Linked DNA regions of Mus musculus: region 2 is linked to region 1. Evidence: chromatin contacts called from public HiChIP or PLAC-seq data. All regions are on one chromosome and are shown on one strand. Each heading gives the region's core, a stretch centred on a gene start, on an enhancer-like site or on the middle of the called end of the contact. The rest is flanking DNA. Distances are from core to core; before and after follow the strand shown. Region 1 overlaps Dag1 (dystroglycan 1). Region 2 holds the start of Dag1 (dystroglycan 1).

Evidence for each region. HiChIP or PLAC-seq counts read pairs in DNA pulled down with a chosen protein or histone mark.
Region 2: a contact with region 1 is called in an H3K27ac HiChIP or PLAC-seq map of cardiomyocytes, with 8 times the contacts expected there. The contact joins the promoter of Dag1 here to the enhancer-like site in region 1. A contact is called at or near these places in 11 of 39 promoter capture datasets (the 3T3-L1 cell line, 3T3-L1-derived adipocytes, the HPC-7 cell line and 6 more), 1 of 15 datasets of contacts at CTCF or cohesin (CD8 T cells), 45 of 484 Hi-C or Micro-C datasets (the AML12 cell line, B cells, the G1E-ER4 cell line and 24 more), 16 of 115 datasets of contacts at active chromatin or transcription factors (the 230-238 cell line, the HPC-7 cell line, the NIH/3T3 cell line and 10 more) and 3 of 9 other capture datasets (adipose tissue, macrophages and pancreatic islet).

The regions. Positions count from the first base shown.
Region 1 is chr9:108,215,198-108,221,583 of GRCm38.p6, forward strand. It overlaps Dag1 (dystroglycan 1), which reads right to left. Exons shown (of 4, transcript NM_001276482.1): 3 at 2,816-3,213. The coding sequence starts at 3,094. Among named protein-coding and RNA genes, the nearest start is that of Bsn, 28 kb to the left of the region's middle. Within about 2 kb of position 5,069, at least 82 of the 459 cell types and tissues checked have an H3K27ac peak or open chromatin away from gene starts, as enhancers often do. A contact at or near this core is called in 3T3-L1-derived adipocytes, the NIH/3T3 cell line, the STO cell line and 13 more, where this site is marked.
Region 2 is chr9:108,262,075-108,268,985 of GRCm38.p6, forward strand. Dag1 (dystroglycan 1) reads right to left here and starts at 1,741. Exons shown (of 4, transcript NM_001276482.1): 1 at 1,551-1,741.

The sequences.
Region 1 (6,386 bases), core at 3,819-6,318:
GACATGAGCTGATCCCAGGACCCACATCAAAGGAGAGAACCAACTCCTCTAATTTCCACACAAGATCCAAGACACACTCCCCTCACCACACCCACACCCAAATAAATGTAATTAAACAGTAAAGGCTGGAGAAATGGTTTATCAGCTAAGAATACTTTCTTCTTCCCAGCACTTGGGAGCCAGAGGTAGATCTCTGTGAATTCAAGGATAGTCTGTCTACATAGTAAGATCCACTCCAGCCAGTGCTACATAGTGAAAGCCTATTTCAAAAACAAAACAAAATAAAACACCCATAGGTCTTACCAATATAACTGCCCAAATGTGAGCTGTAACAAGGATAAAACCCATGGACATCCCAAAAGTGGATGGAGAAAGGCCAGGAGGTCTCAACCCTACACAGACAACTGTGGGTACCTGAGAACGCTGAGAGCAGGAGAGGTGCCCTTCCCCAGGGCGAGCATGATGATTGGTTACCCAGTACCAAATGGTCAGCCCTGAAAACACTCATACAAGTAACATTATACAGACCGAGCAGGTGGTATTTACAAATATATATATATATGAATATATATATGAGTATATATATACACACACACATATATATGAATGAGTGAAAAAAGAAGCCACGAATTTCCAAAAGTCTAAAGAGGGGTATATGAGAGGGTTTGGAGGGAAGACAAAAGAAGGGAGAAACATTGTAATTATTTTACAATTCAAAAAAGGAAAAAAAGGGAGAAAAGAAAAGGAAAAAAGGCTACAATTCTTACAAGGCCCAAAGTTCAGTGCCCAGCACCCATGCTGAGTGGTTCAGGGCCACTTGTGTCTCCAGCTGTTACAGATCCAGTGCCCTCTTTTGCATCCTGCAGAATCATACACAGCTGGCACTCACTCACACACACACACAAACACCTACAAATCTTGGGTCAGTCTAAAATATCTGTATATGTAGTACATCCACCTCTTAATAAGCATAGAAAATGGTGGAAGCCACAAAAACTTTTCCTTTGTCTCTCACATACTTTGCAAGTGTATGTAACTTTTTTAAAATTTTGGTTTTAGATGTATTTACTTTATTTCATGTGTATGATTGTTTTGCTGGCATATATGTCTGTGTCCCACATGCATCCTTTGTGCCCTCAAAGGGCAGAGGAAGTATTTGAAACCTGAAGTTATGAGTGGTTGTGAGCCACCAGGTATGTGCTAAGAATTTAACCCAGGTCCTCTGAACAAGTGTTTAACTCCTGAGCCTTCTCTCTCTCCAGCCCTTCGGTTGCTGCTTTACCACTGACTTTTCATTCAGGTCGGCGGCACACACCTGTAATCCCACCACACAGCAGAAGAGGTAGGAAGATCATAGTTCAGAAGCCAGCGAAGACTCTGTCTCAAGATAAGTAAGTAAATCCTCTTTAAGCTTATTTTCACAGGCGAGAAAAGCAAAGCGAAGCTCCCAGAATCAGGTCATGCATTACCTTTCCAAACCCTCAGTCCACACAGCCCTGGTTCTGAGGAGCAGGGTGGCTACAGAATGGAATCTTAGTCCAGTGTGCTGGGCAAGCCCTCTGCTGCTGAACTACACCCCAGTACTTCATCTGCTCTCCCAAAGGCTCATCAGCTACTAAACTGTTTGTTCTCCACAGATAAATATGTTCAGATAAATCCTGTTTTCCCAGTAAAAGCTCTTTATGCTCCTGGTAAGCCCATTCATTATATGTCTCTGCCAGATACTACAAATATCTAAGTCACTGTATCAATTCAAGATACTTCTGGTCAAAATTAACCCATGTAAAACATTCCAATAACCACCGGAACAAAGGCAACCAATGCAGAGTCAGGACACTCAAAGGGTCATATAAAATCAGGCAAGCAACATATCCTTCGAGCTACCAGTCTTTAACTAATAGATTAGCATCTGCCTGCTGGAGTAGAAGAGTTCTATGGGCTGGTGCTGGCGGTGCACGTCTTTAATCCCAGCCATCAGGAGGCAGAAGCAAGGGAATCTCTCGAGTTCAAGGCCAGCCTGGTCTACAAAGCAACTTCCAGGACAGCCAGAGCTACATGGTGAGACCCTGTCTCAAAAACAAACAACAACAGAGACAGAGAGATCGAAACTGATATTGATCTATAGAATTCACCTGCTCTATGAGCTAGGGTCTTCCGAAGTAAGGCCACCCTGCAAACAGACTATGATTTACAGAGAATGGAGTCCAGAGGGAAAAGCTCACCCACACTAAAAGGAAAGGAGCAACAGATTCACCTCTTCCAGGTAAGACTGGCATGGAATCTGCGGCTGTTCAACCTAGAAGGCTGGGTTTGTATGTCAGAAAGGCCACACCAGACTTTGTGAAAGTTTCAACTGAGAGCCGAAAGTGGAAGTGCTGCTGGGCTGTGGCTGGAGACGGCTCAGTGGTGAAGAGCACTGGGTGCTCTTCTAGAGGGCTTGGTTCTCAGCACCCAAATGAGAGCTCACAACCATGTGTAACCCCAGTTCCAAGGAATGCACATCCTCTTCTGACTTCAGTGGCACACACAATTTAAAAAAGAAAGAAAAAGCTGTTGCTGGGAGCTTTCCCAGCCTGGGCCTTAAAGGAGGAATGGCTCAGGTGGGAGTCACGGCTCAGTGAGTCTGACAGCTTCTGATCTCTGCAGGTGGCAGGCACACATGTGGTATTCATACATACATGTGAGTGCTCGAGCCAGCCCAGTCTCAATAGATAAATCAGTAAGATACAACAAAAGAGGAAAAGGCATCGAGTATCAGAACTAAGTGGAAGAGGGGGCCTCTTCCTTCCTCAGCTGTGCTTGCATGCAGTCTCACCTTGATGATCTCCCCACTGGAGGCAATTAAATCCGTTGGAATGCTCACTCGAAATGAGCGCCCGACAACAGCCGTACCGTCTGGAATGCCAACCACGGTGGGAACAGCCTCCTGGAAGTCGGAGAGAACTGAGTGCATGGACGCCTCAAGCTGGTTCTTCCAGTCCCTCACAGCCTCTGAGGGTTCACTGGGCCAGTGGGCCTGAGCCACAGCCACAGACAGGAGGAGGAGAAAGGTCTGTCCCCAGAGGGGGTGCAGTAGCCAGTTGTCCACAGACATCCTCACCCAGGCTAGTGTTTGTTCAAGCCACCAGTTGCTAAGGAAGAAAGCAAATGATGTGGTCCCAGGGTTGGATCCTCACCCTCTGCACAGCTGTTCCATCCTAGAGCACCCAGAGCCTACAAGAGAAGAACAGATTCAAACATTCAAACCATGTTGGCGGCTTTGAGACTGTACACTTCCCCAGTGTTCTGCCAAGACATTCTGCCCTAACTAGAGCCTCTTACTCCTGTGTCCTTCAGCAGCTACTTAGCGATGGAAACTGATGGAAACTGATTGGTCTAGTAAGTGTAAAATAACACTGAAGTTTGAAATTTTATATAAAAACAAAACGTAAAATACCTCATTAGTAATTTAAAGGGAAGGCTGAAGAGATGGCTTAGTGGTTAAGAGCACTTGCTGCTCTTCCAGAGGACCCAGGTTCAATTCTCAGCACCCACATGGTGGCTCACAACTGTCTGTAACTCCAGTTCCAGGGAATCTGACCCCCTCACACAGACATGCATATAAGCAAAACCAGTGCATATAAAATAAGTGAATATATCATCGAAAAGTAACTTAAAGGGATAATACATATTGAAACTATAGCGTATTAAATCACTCACATTACTAAATGAACAAAAAAATTCTGTAAAATACAAATAGGTGGAATTAAGTCCAACTGTTTGTTTTGTTGTGAGAGGGAACTCTAAATGAATGACATTAGCTGACATTCTGCCTCTAAGCAGCCCGCCCCTAGAGGAATGCTAGAGACCTTTCTGAGCCACATTCCCAGCCCAGTAAAGCTACAAACACACGCCTAAAACACCACACTCAACTTCTCCTTTTCTTTCTTTCTTTTTTCCTTTTATCTTTATTAATTTTATTTTATTTTAGGTTTTTGAGACAGGGTCTCCCTATGTAGCCCTGGTTGCCCTAGAACCCATTCTGTAAACCAGGCCAGCCTAGCACTCACCTGTTTCTGCCTCCAGAGTGCTGAGATCTAAGGAGTACGCCAGCACACCCAGCTGAGTTATTTTCTATGTATGAATGGTTTGCCTGCATGTATGTGCACCACGTGTATGCCTGTGTCCTCAAAGGTCAGAAAACGTTTCAGATCCCCTGGAGCCGTACTTATGGATAATTTTAAGCTGCCATATGAGTGACAGGAATTGAACCCAGGTCATTTGCAAGAGCTACAAATAAATGCTTTAAATCACTAAGCCATCTCTCTAGACTCTCCAAATTTTCTTAGATCAATCATAAAAATATGGAAGAATGATAACGTTGACAAATCTGCATACTCAGGTATGTATGACATTAGCGTGTTTTCTACTGAATCATGTGATATGAAATAAATCTTAAGCAGGGTGTGGTGGCACACACTTGGGCCTGTAAATCCTAGCACTCAGGAGGCAGAAGGAAAAGGAAGGAGAACGACCAGCAGATTAGCCAGGGCTCTACAGCAAGACTCTGTCTCAAAGAACAAAGCAAGGGCCAGCGAGATGCCGCTGAGTAAAGATTCACACCACCAAGCCTAATAACCTGAGTTCAATCGCTAGAACCCATATGGCAGGAGAGAGAAGAAAGAACTGGTTCCCACAGTTGTCCTACTGTACACACGCACACGCGCACGCACACGCACACACACAAGGGGGGGTAGTATGGGCATTAATTACTTAATTGCAAAACATGGTGACACAGGCCTGGAATCCTAGCCCTGGGAAGTGAAGCCAGGAGGACCAGAAATACAAGTATCCTGGACTCTATAGGGAGTTGGAGACCAGTTTTATAACTTTTGGATTTGAATTCTGTTCCCATGAGTGTTGGGGAAATTTTGAAATGGTAACTAAAACCCAAACTCCCATCGGTATCTGGAGACTCTGCCCTATTTATTCCACTACTTGTCTGTTCCCCACTCTCCCTCCCTAGCCTGCCCAGCTGCTGGGCTGAGTGTGGTTCAGCAGTGAAGTTCCTGTCGAGCATGTGGAAAGCCTGTGCTCAACTCCTGGAAGCACGGAAGGGGTACATTTCAGTACTAGGCGTTCACCTAATGGATGCACAGGAGGGTGTGGGCCTTTTCATTTTTACTACTTTTTTTTTCTAATATAGTTCATTTACTTTTCCATCTAATCTACTAGGTCCAGTAGATCTTTTACTTCCCCAGCCTGACTCTCAATTTTAAATCTTAGCTTATTTGGAAACAGCACTAGTTATAAGACAAACCCTACCCCACTAAAAGCATGAGCTTAGTCCTACTATCTGTGGTCACATGTCACATGGGGTGTCTGTTTCACAGGCATGACTAACAGCTCTGCATTTAGCAGTCAGGCAATGTCCAGGGCACAACTCCAACTACTATGTGCTGGTTTTCCATGCTCTGGGGAGAAAAGACAGTTTCTGCTACTTGGCTAAAAGCAGCCCGAATATCTTTCTGATGCTGGCTTTCTATAAGCAAGAATCATGCCTGCTTATGCTAGAAGCCTTGTAAATTATATCTACATGCCTATATTAAGCTGTCCCTCTGGGACAAATTTTAATTTTTATGATTTCTTTACTGGGGAGAGGGTGCATGTCACAGCAGGCATACTGAAGTCAAAGGATAACTTTTGGGGTCTCCTTTTATCACATGGATCTTAGGATTCATAATTCATCAGGATTGGCACCAAGTGCCTTTACCCATTAAGCCATCTGACTAGCTCTGGAAAATTTTTGTACAAGTCTCAAATGCTCACTCTTGGTCACCAGAGTGACCTTCTGGCAGGGATCAAAACCCAAAGAACAGTACAAATTCAATCACTGCTGTATAAAGCTGGGTGGCTACAATCTGTTAGGAGAAAGGGCACAGTGCTCCTGACGAGGCACACACAGTTAACACTTCATATACATGTACACCTTCTGTGACACCAGGACTCATGGCGGATCCTCTGAATGGATCGCACCTGCCCTCACTCACTGCTGTCAGAGCTCTCCTGAGAGATGAGCAGTGTGGTGCCGACAGGGATGCAGGGCAGTGCACACAAATCTGCGCTCCCAGGGATGCCCTATGCCAGCAAAATACAATTGCATCAAAACAGGCCCTCTTGGAGCTTAACAAACACCTTGGCTCTCTGAACAACATGTCTAGTGGCCCTGGTACACAGGGTAAAAGATAAGTTTGTCTGACAGCAGCCTTAGACACTCTCTATCCCCATAGACCAGAGAAACTTGGAAGGTATTAGAAGAGCTGAAGAAGCCAAATAAATATGGGTGACACAGGCCTAAAATCTTAGCAGCAGAGAAGCTAAGACATGAGGATTTCAAACTTCATCTC
Region 2 (6,911 bases), core at 491-2,990, 44 kb after region 1:
CATGTACATGTGGTTCCGGGTGTACAAGCCTTTATGTCCCCCAGCTAATTCCTGCTGGCCCTGAAGGCCACGCACGGCTCAGGAAGGCTCTCTTCAGGCTACCATGCAAGCAAGCATATTCTCGTCATGGGTTCTGATTCTCATTCACTGAACCCAAAATCAGTTAAGGACAAAGCAAGATGTATTACATGGGCCCCCAAGTCCTACCCAGAAGTCCCCAGGGAGTAAAGTCAAACATTTACTAAATGAATGCATCTTGTCAAATCAGGTTTTTTAGAATGATGAGGACTTGTCCGGTGACAATTTCAACAGAGGTACATATCAACAATGCTTGCACATTCCCACCCGGTGCTGCCTGCATAGTGCTACTTACTCCTACCTTCACACAGGATCCCACACGCCTTGCAACTAACTCCCTAGTGAGATCTGATTTCTCCAATAGCCCCTATGTCCTTTAAGCACGCTGACCATGTCCTTGACTTCAAGGCAAAAAGAACTTCAATTCTCCATATTTAAACCATCGATCTGTACAACCCGTTACCGTGGAATTCTTTTTCTAAACTAGAACATTCTGAAAGTATGTCTCTTGCTCATTAAGCACAATATATACTAATATGATTGCAACACCCCATCTCCATCAGATTCCAAAACATCTGGAAGCACACCCAACTCTAGCTGGAGTTATGTTCTATAAACACCACCCTCACTTCACGAGTCTGGCTTCCACGCCAAGAACTACTTCTACTCGCTTATTTAGGGAAACAGCAGGCTGGACTCTCAAGTTAGACCTCTAGGCTATAAAGGTACTGTCCCAGACTAGGCGGACCAGTCAAAACTTCGTCATCACCACGAAAACTAATCTTGATGTAATTCAACTTAACAAAAGCTTCTCAAATTGTAGAGATTAAGAGGTGTGTTTTTAATTGCCCGTTGAGTTTGTCAATAAATGAACTTGGGAGTTATAGCAAAGGACTCTGAGTCAACATGGTGTTCCCTCTGGGAACATTTTCCAAATATACTCGCAAGTGAACCTGATTTCCCAAATACCCACTGCAAAGGTAGTAAAGGAGTCTCCCACAGAAGCGCAACCGAGGGGGAGGAAAGAACCCCAAGACTCGGAGCAGCTCAAAGCAAGAGGCGGGGGCGGCGCCCTTCCCAGCCTCTGGCAGGAGCCCCACAGTAGAGATGCCTCCTAACTGGGCCGCGACCCCCACTGGCAACCCGGAGGCAGCCCGCAGGCCGCACACGCCCGCGGCCGATGCACAGGCCCCGCGTTCCCGGGAGCGCGGGCCGGGGCCGAGGCCTGGCCCGTCGCCGCGGCGCGCAGCTCCGGCCTCAGCCTTCAGCTACCGGACGGAGAGCCGAGGGGCGGCTCCGCACGGACGGCGGCGGCGCCGCCTCCTCACCCGCAAGGACGTCCGTGGCCGTGTCCCCGCCCCGGGCCGAAAGGGAGCAGCAGCAGGTGTTCCGCGGAAGGCTCGGTCGGCTGCAGCGGGGATCCCGGCCCCAGCAGGCAGGCACCGGGAGGCAGAGGCGGGAGGCGCACTCACCCAGCACCACGGGCAGGCCGCGGCAGGTGTTCGCTCCTCCGGGCCCAGGGACACCGCCGCCACTCCCCGGGGACTCCGCGCGAAGCTACCGCCGCTGCCGCCCCCGAGCCCCAGGAGCGCGAGCGCCGCGCCGCAGCCTCCGCGCGATCACGTACCGAGCGGTGAGAGGGCGCCGAGCGCGAGGGCGGGGCGCGCGGCCGGAGCCTAGCAACCGCCTGACACGCGAGTGCCGCAGCCAATCCCACGGCCGACTCGGAGCGGCGCCGACTAGCCTTCAGCGCGCGGCCCGCTTCTGCCTGCGTCGCTAGCCCCGCAGCGCGCCGCACCCGCGCACAGGCCCCGCCCCGTCCCGCACCTCTCTGCCCATTGGCCTGTCACGCCCCCGCCCCAAAAGCCACGCCCCGACGTAGAGGCCCCGCCCCCGAAGTCGACCAAGTGGGTCCCGGGACACGCCTTAGCCAGTCCGGGTAGCTGGGAGCGCTTGCTAGCTGGGGTGGGGGAGGGGCACCTTTCCCAACTTCTCCCGAAGAATAAATCGAGGTATGGACAGGCCGGCGAACCGGTCCGGCCACAACAAGCCACCACACAGCTGCCCCCTAATTTCCTTCGAGCAAAACGCAAGCGGTATCTAAACCATTCAAACACTCAGGAAGCGCCCTCCCAATTGCAAAGGAAGAGAGGCCTTGTTACCCTCTCCTTAATATGGATGGAGAAACTAAGGCCAGATCCGGGTGGGTGGGCAGGAAGGTAACCCATTTCTTTAGTGCTGGCCATACAACAGGCTTCCCCTCCCCCTCCTTGGAAAGCTAAAATCCAATGCCTCCTCTGGAGCTCAAAATAGCTCTGACCCGCTAGCACAGGTCACTCACCCCCCGGTGGCCCACATTCTTTAGATGGGTGGTTACTGCTAGAATCTGGCCTCCCCCATTTATGGAGGGTCCTAAAGTAGTTCTTAACTCTCCTGGGCTCACCAGAGGGCCCAAACTCCAGAGACTGGAGATTTAACAAGTTACTAAACCTGACAGTGCATAATACCTGTGGAAATCAGAACTGTGGTAGGCTCTGCTCCCTTCCTAACTGACCCCACACTGCTAGAAGGAATCCATTCCTCTTTGGCCTAGGGCCAGGCTGGAGTTTCAGACACAAGCTGTTATCAGTAAACTCATTCTGAATACAGACCCGGCGGCTACTCAGCCTGGGATTCCTGCCTAAAGGACGGGCAGTTCTCTTCAGAAGAGTCTAGGAGAAAAAATTTTCAGGAAGAAATGCCCTACCTCAAATACCTGTTTGCAATTTCTCAATTCTTACGTGACTAACTCATAGAGCCTAGAAAAGGAAGAGGAACTAAAATCCAGGAGAGCAAGAGCAGGCCATCCCTTGGATGTTAATAAACTGAAGAGTTAATGGCTTCTCAGATTCTGACTTTAAGACTGTACCATTTTAGAAAGGCTGAGAATGAGCTGGCCATGGTTGCTGCCGTCTGTAATCTTTACACTCATAAAGCTGCGACTTAAGGATTGCTGTAAATTGAAGGCCAGTCAAGGTCGCATAATGAGTCTCCAGGCCAGTTTGGGCTATAGAGTGATACCTTGTCTCAAAAACTAATCAAGGGCTTCAGAGATTACTTAGACAGTAAAGACATTACTGATGACTTAAGTTGGGTCCCCACAACCCACATGGTGAAAAGAAAGAACCAACTCCAAGCACAATAAAAACATAAGATATAGGGCTGGAGAGATAGCTCAGCGGTTAAGAGCACTGACTGCTCTTCCAGAGGTCCTGAATTCAGTTCCCGGCAACCACATGGTGGCTCACAACCATCTGTAATGGGATCTGATGCCCTCTTCCGGTGTGTCTGAGGACAGCTACAGTATACTCATTTGAAATGAATAAAACTTTAAAAAACTATATTAAAAAAGCTGGGTGGTGGTAGCTTACTCCTCTGATTCCAGAACTCGGGAGGCAGAGGCAAGTGGATCTCTGATTCTGAGTTTGAGGCCAACCCGGTCTATAGAATGAGTACACAAGGTTATACAGAGAAATTCTGTCTCGAAAATAAATAAGTAAGGGCTGGTGTGATGGCTCAGCAGGTAAGAGCACTGAATGCTCTTCCAAAGGTCATTAGTTCAAATCCCAGCAACCATATGGTGGCTCACAACCATCCGTAATGAGATCTGACGCCCTTTTCTGGAGTGTCTGAAGACAGCTACAGTGTACTTACATATAATAATAAATAAATCTAAATAAATAAATAAGATGCGATTTCCAAACAAAACAGCAGAGTAGAGCCAAGGACCTCCAGAGTACTGCTACTTGCAAAGAAGTAGAACCTCTCATACTTAATTGAACACATGGATTCCAAATTGCTCCTCGTCTCCCTTTTCTTTTCTTTTCTTTTCTTTTTTTTTTCTTTTTTTTTTTTTTTTTTTTGGCCTTGCTTTTGCTAAATGAGGCACAAACGGTTTCCAGGGCCATGGGGCTCTGTGCTCACTATGGTGAACCGATGCGCTCTACCTGACGAGCAAGTGCCTAAGGGTAAGGTAAGCTCCTTCCTGGTCCTAGAAACAAGACCAGTGTTTGCCTAAAATCCTGGCAACCAAAGCTTTCCAATCCCTACCTCCCGACATTGGAATGCTAGCCCCCCAAGATAGCCCCCTCCTATCCTCAAGCCTTCTTGGCGTGGCATATCCGACCTATGTCGCCCCCCCCCCCCAGCCCAGAGCAGCCCTACATTTTAGACATCTTTGCTATCTTTGTTTTTGCTTTAAGTTGAGGTTTCTTCCCACCCCACCCTACCCCTTTTTTTCAGGCCCTAGAAAACAGGAAGTCTGTTCTGGCTGAAAGGTAACACCAATCCTTATGGGCCCTTGACAGCCATCACGAGAGCGGATTCTAAACGGTTTAGAAAGATGAACAGTTTTTTTCCATGGTCCTTTAGAAAGCGGTTGAAGGCTGAGTTGTTAAGTCCCCGTTAGTTACTTCCCTTAGTTCTGATAGTTTAAAGCCTTTCTCCTCCTTAGGAACTACACAGCCCATTCTCCAGCTCAGCAAAAGGTCCCCAGTGACTCAGCCTTGGAACTCCAGCAGGGAGAGCCATCCCAAGCCTAGACAGCAGGAGGCAGAGAGTTCAAAGACCCACGCTGTAAGTGCCTGAAGAGGAGATTAAGTGACTGTGACTGAGGCTCTTCCGAACTGGGAGACCTGGTAGTCTGTCCTCAGCACCCCTAACCTTTCAGCAGAACATCCTTCCTCCTTCCTAAAGCCTAAGGAAGCCTAAGGAAGCCTAAGGAAGCCTAAGGCTTCAGGAAGGAGGAAGGTTTGTAAGATTTCAGTTTTGTAAGATTTGTTTCTTCCACTTAAATGTGAGCCCTTGACAATTTGCTTGCCTTAACATTGTAACCATCACCTAATTATAACTATATAGCTGTTCATGGTAGGGATTATTATTTGAGTTGTAACTAGCAAGAGTCTGTCTCTAAAATAAAATAAAAACAGGAAGATCAGGAGTTAAAAATCCAACATGGAGGGAGGGGCTGGTGAGATGGCTCAGTGGTTAAGAGCACTGACTGCTCTTCCGAAGGCCCTGAGTTCAAATCCCAGCAACCACATGATGGCTCACAACCATCTGTAATGAGATCTGACTCCCTCTTCTGGTGTGTCTGAAGACAGCTATAGTGTAGATACATATAACAATAAATAAGTCTTTTAAAAAAAAAATCCAACATTGGTTACATAGCAAGTTTGAGGTCTACAATATCAAATTGCCCTGCCTCCCCGCTCCCCCACCCCACCCCCAAAAGCTCAATTTCTGTTCAGAAGGAAGGACTTGGGTTGTGTCTCCCTTACCTCCTGGTTGGCAGTCATTCCCAAGATCTAAGCCCTGTGTTAGCCCTGTGCAAATCAAGCGTCCCCATGTTTGCTTGGGACTGATCTGATTTGTGAAAGCTAAGACCTTCGTTCTCCCTCAGACCAAATCCAGTAAACACCATGAACAGATACTCGTTCTTCTAAGGTAGGATTCCAGGGCTTGCTCTTTATTCTGGCATGTTGCTGAGGCACCAAGGGCCAGTGCCCTATCCTCTAAGAGTGTGGCTCTTGGGGCTGAGTCTTCCTCCTCTTCTGACAGAGCAGGACTAGACCAGTGCTGACCAAGGGTAGACTACTAACTCACATGCCAGACCAGCAAGCATGCCTGGAACAGTGCCTGGCAGACCCGTCCAGCCACGTCAGAACAAGGGAAGGGTTCCCTTTGTTTGGACTTAACACTAGGCAAATTGTCCTGCAGCCCGGGCAGAAAGTATGGCTGATAAGAGAGAAACTGCCAGTAGGCAAGTTTTAGCGTCACCATCGGCTTGCCCGGCTGGCTGCCAATTCTGTGTTCCATTGTAAGACACTGCATTTCCACGCTCCATTTCTTTTCTTTTCCTTCATTTTATCTCTCCTTCCTTCTTTCTTTCCTTCCTTCTTTCTCCTTCCTGTCCTTTTTTCTTTTCTATATACCTCAGGCTACACTGGAACTCCTATGTGGCCCAAACTGTCTTTTGAAAAGTTCTCATGCCCCAGCCTGCCCAGAACTGAGATTACAGGTGTGAGTCACCACACCAGACCACCAGGCTTTCTTTATTTTTACTTTTTAAAGATTTATTTGTTTTTACTTTAATGTGTATGGTCTTTTGTTTGTATATATATTTGACTACCATGTGACTTTGTGCACCAAGGCAACTGAAGTTACAAATGATTTCTGGTCACCTGTGTGGGTTCACCGAATCAAACATGAGTCCTCCTGAAAAACACCCAGTGCTCTTAACTGTTGACATGGGTGACACCTCTCAGTTGAGCCATACTTGGCCTCTCTAGGAATGTAAAGTTCTTTTTTTTTGGGGGGGGGGGTTTCGAGACAGGGTTTCTCTGTATAGCCCTGGCTGTCCTGGAACTCACTTTGTAGACCAGGCTGGCCTCGAACTCAGAAATCCACCTGCCTCTGCCTCCCAAATGCTGGGATTAAAGGCGTGTGCCACCACGCCTGGCTGAATGTAAAGTTTGTATACAGCAGGAACCCCACAGCAAGGGTGAGTATGGTTTGAATTCATCCCCATTGGGAACACACTGTCCACTGCCCTTCTGTGACACATTCCACTCTCTACCGGCTTCAGGATAAGGCAGTTCCCTCAAGGTCAGTTTGGGTGGCTGTTACCAAAATACTGGACCTGTATCCTTGAGCATCAGACTAAACACCAGATTAGGTTTAGTGTAGTCTCCCCTCCCCCAGCCTGAAACCTGCTTGCTCAGGGGTGGAGCTTCCCGCTCAATCTTTCTGCCATGCCTACTGCTGGAACCTGCAGCTTTGCTGGTCCGAAGCCA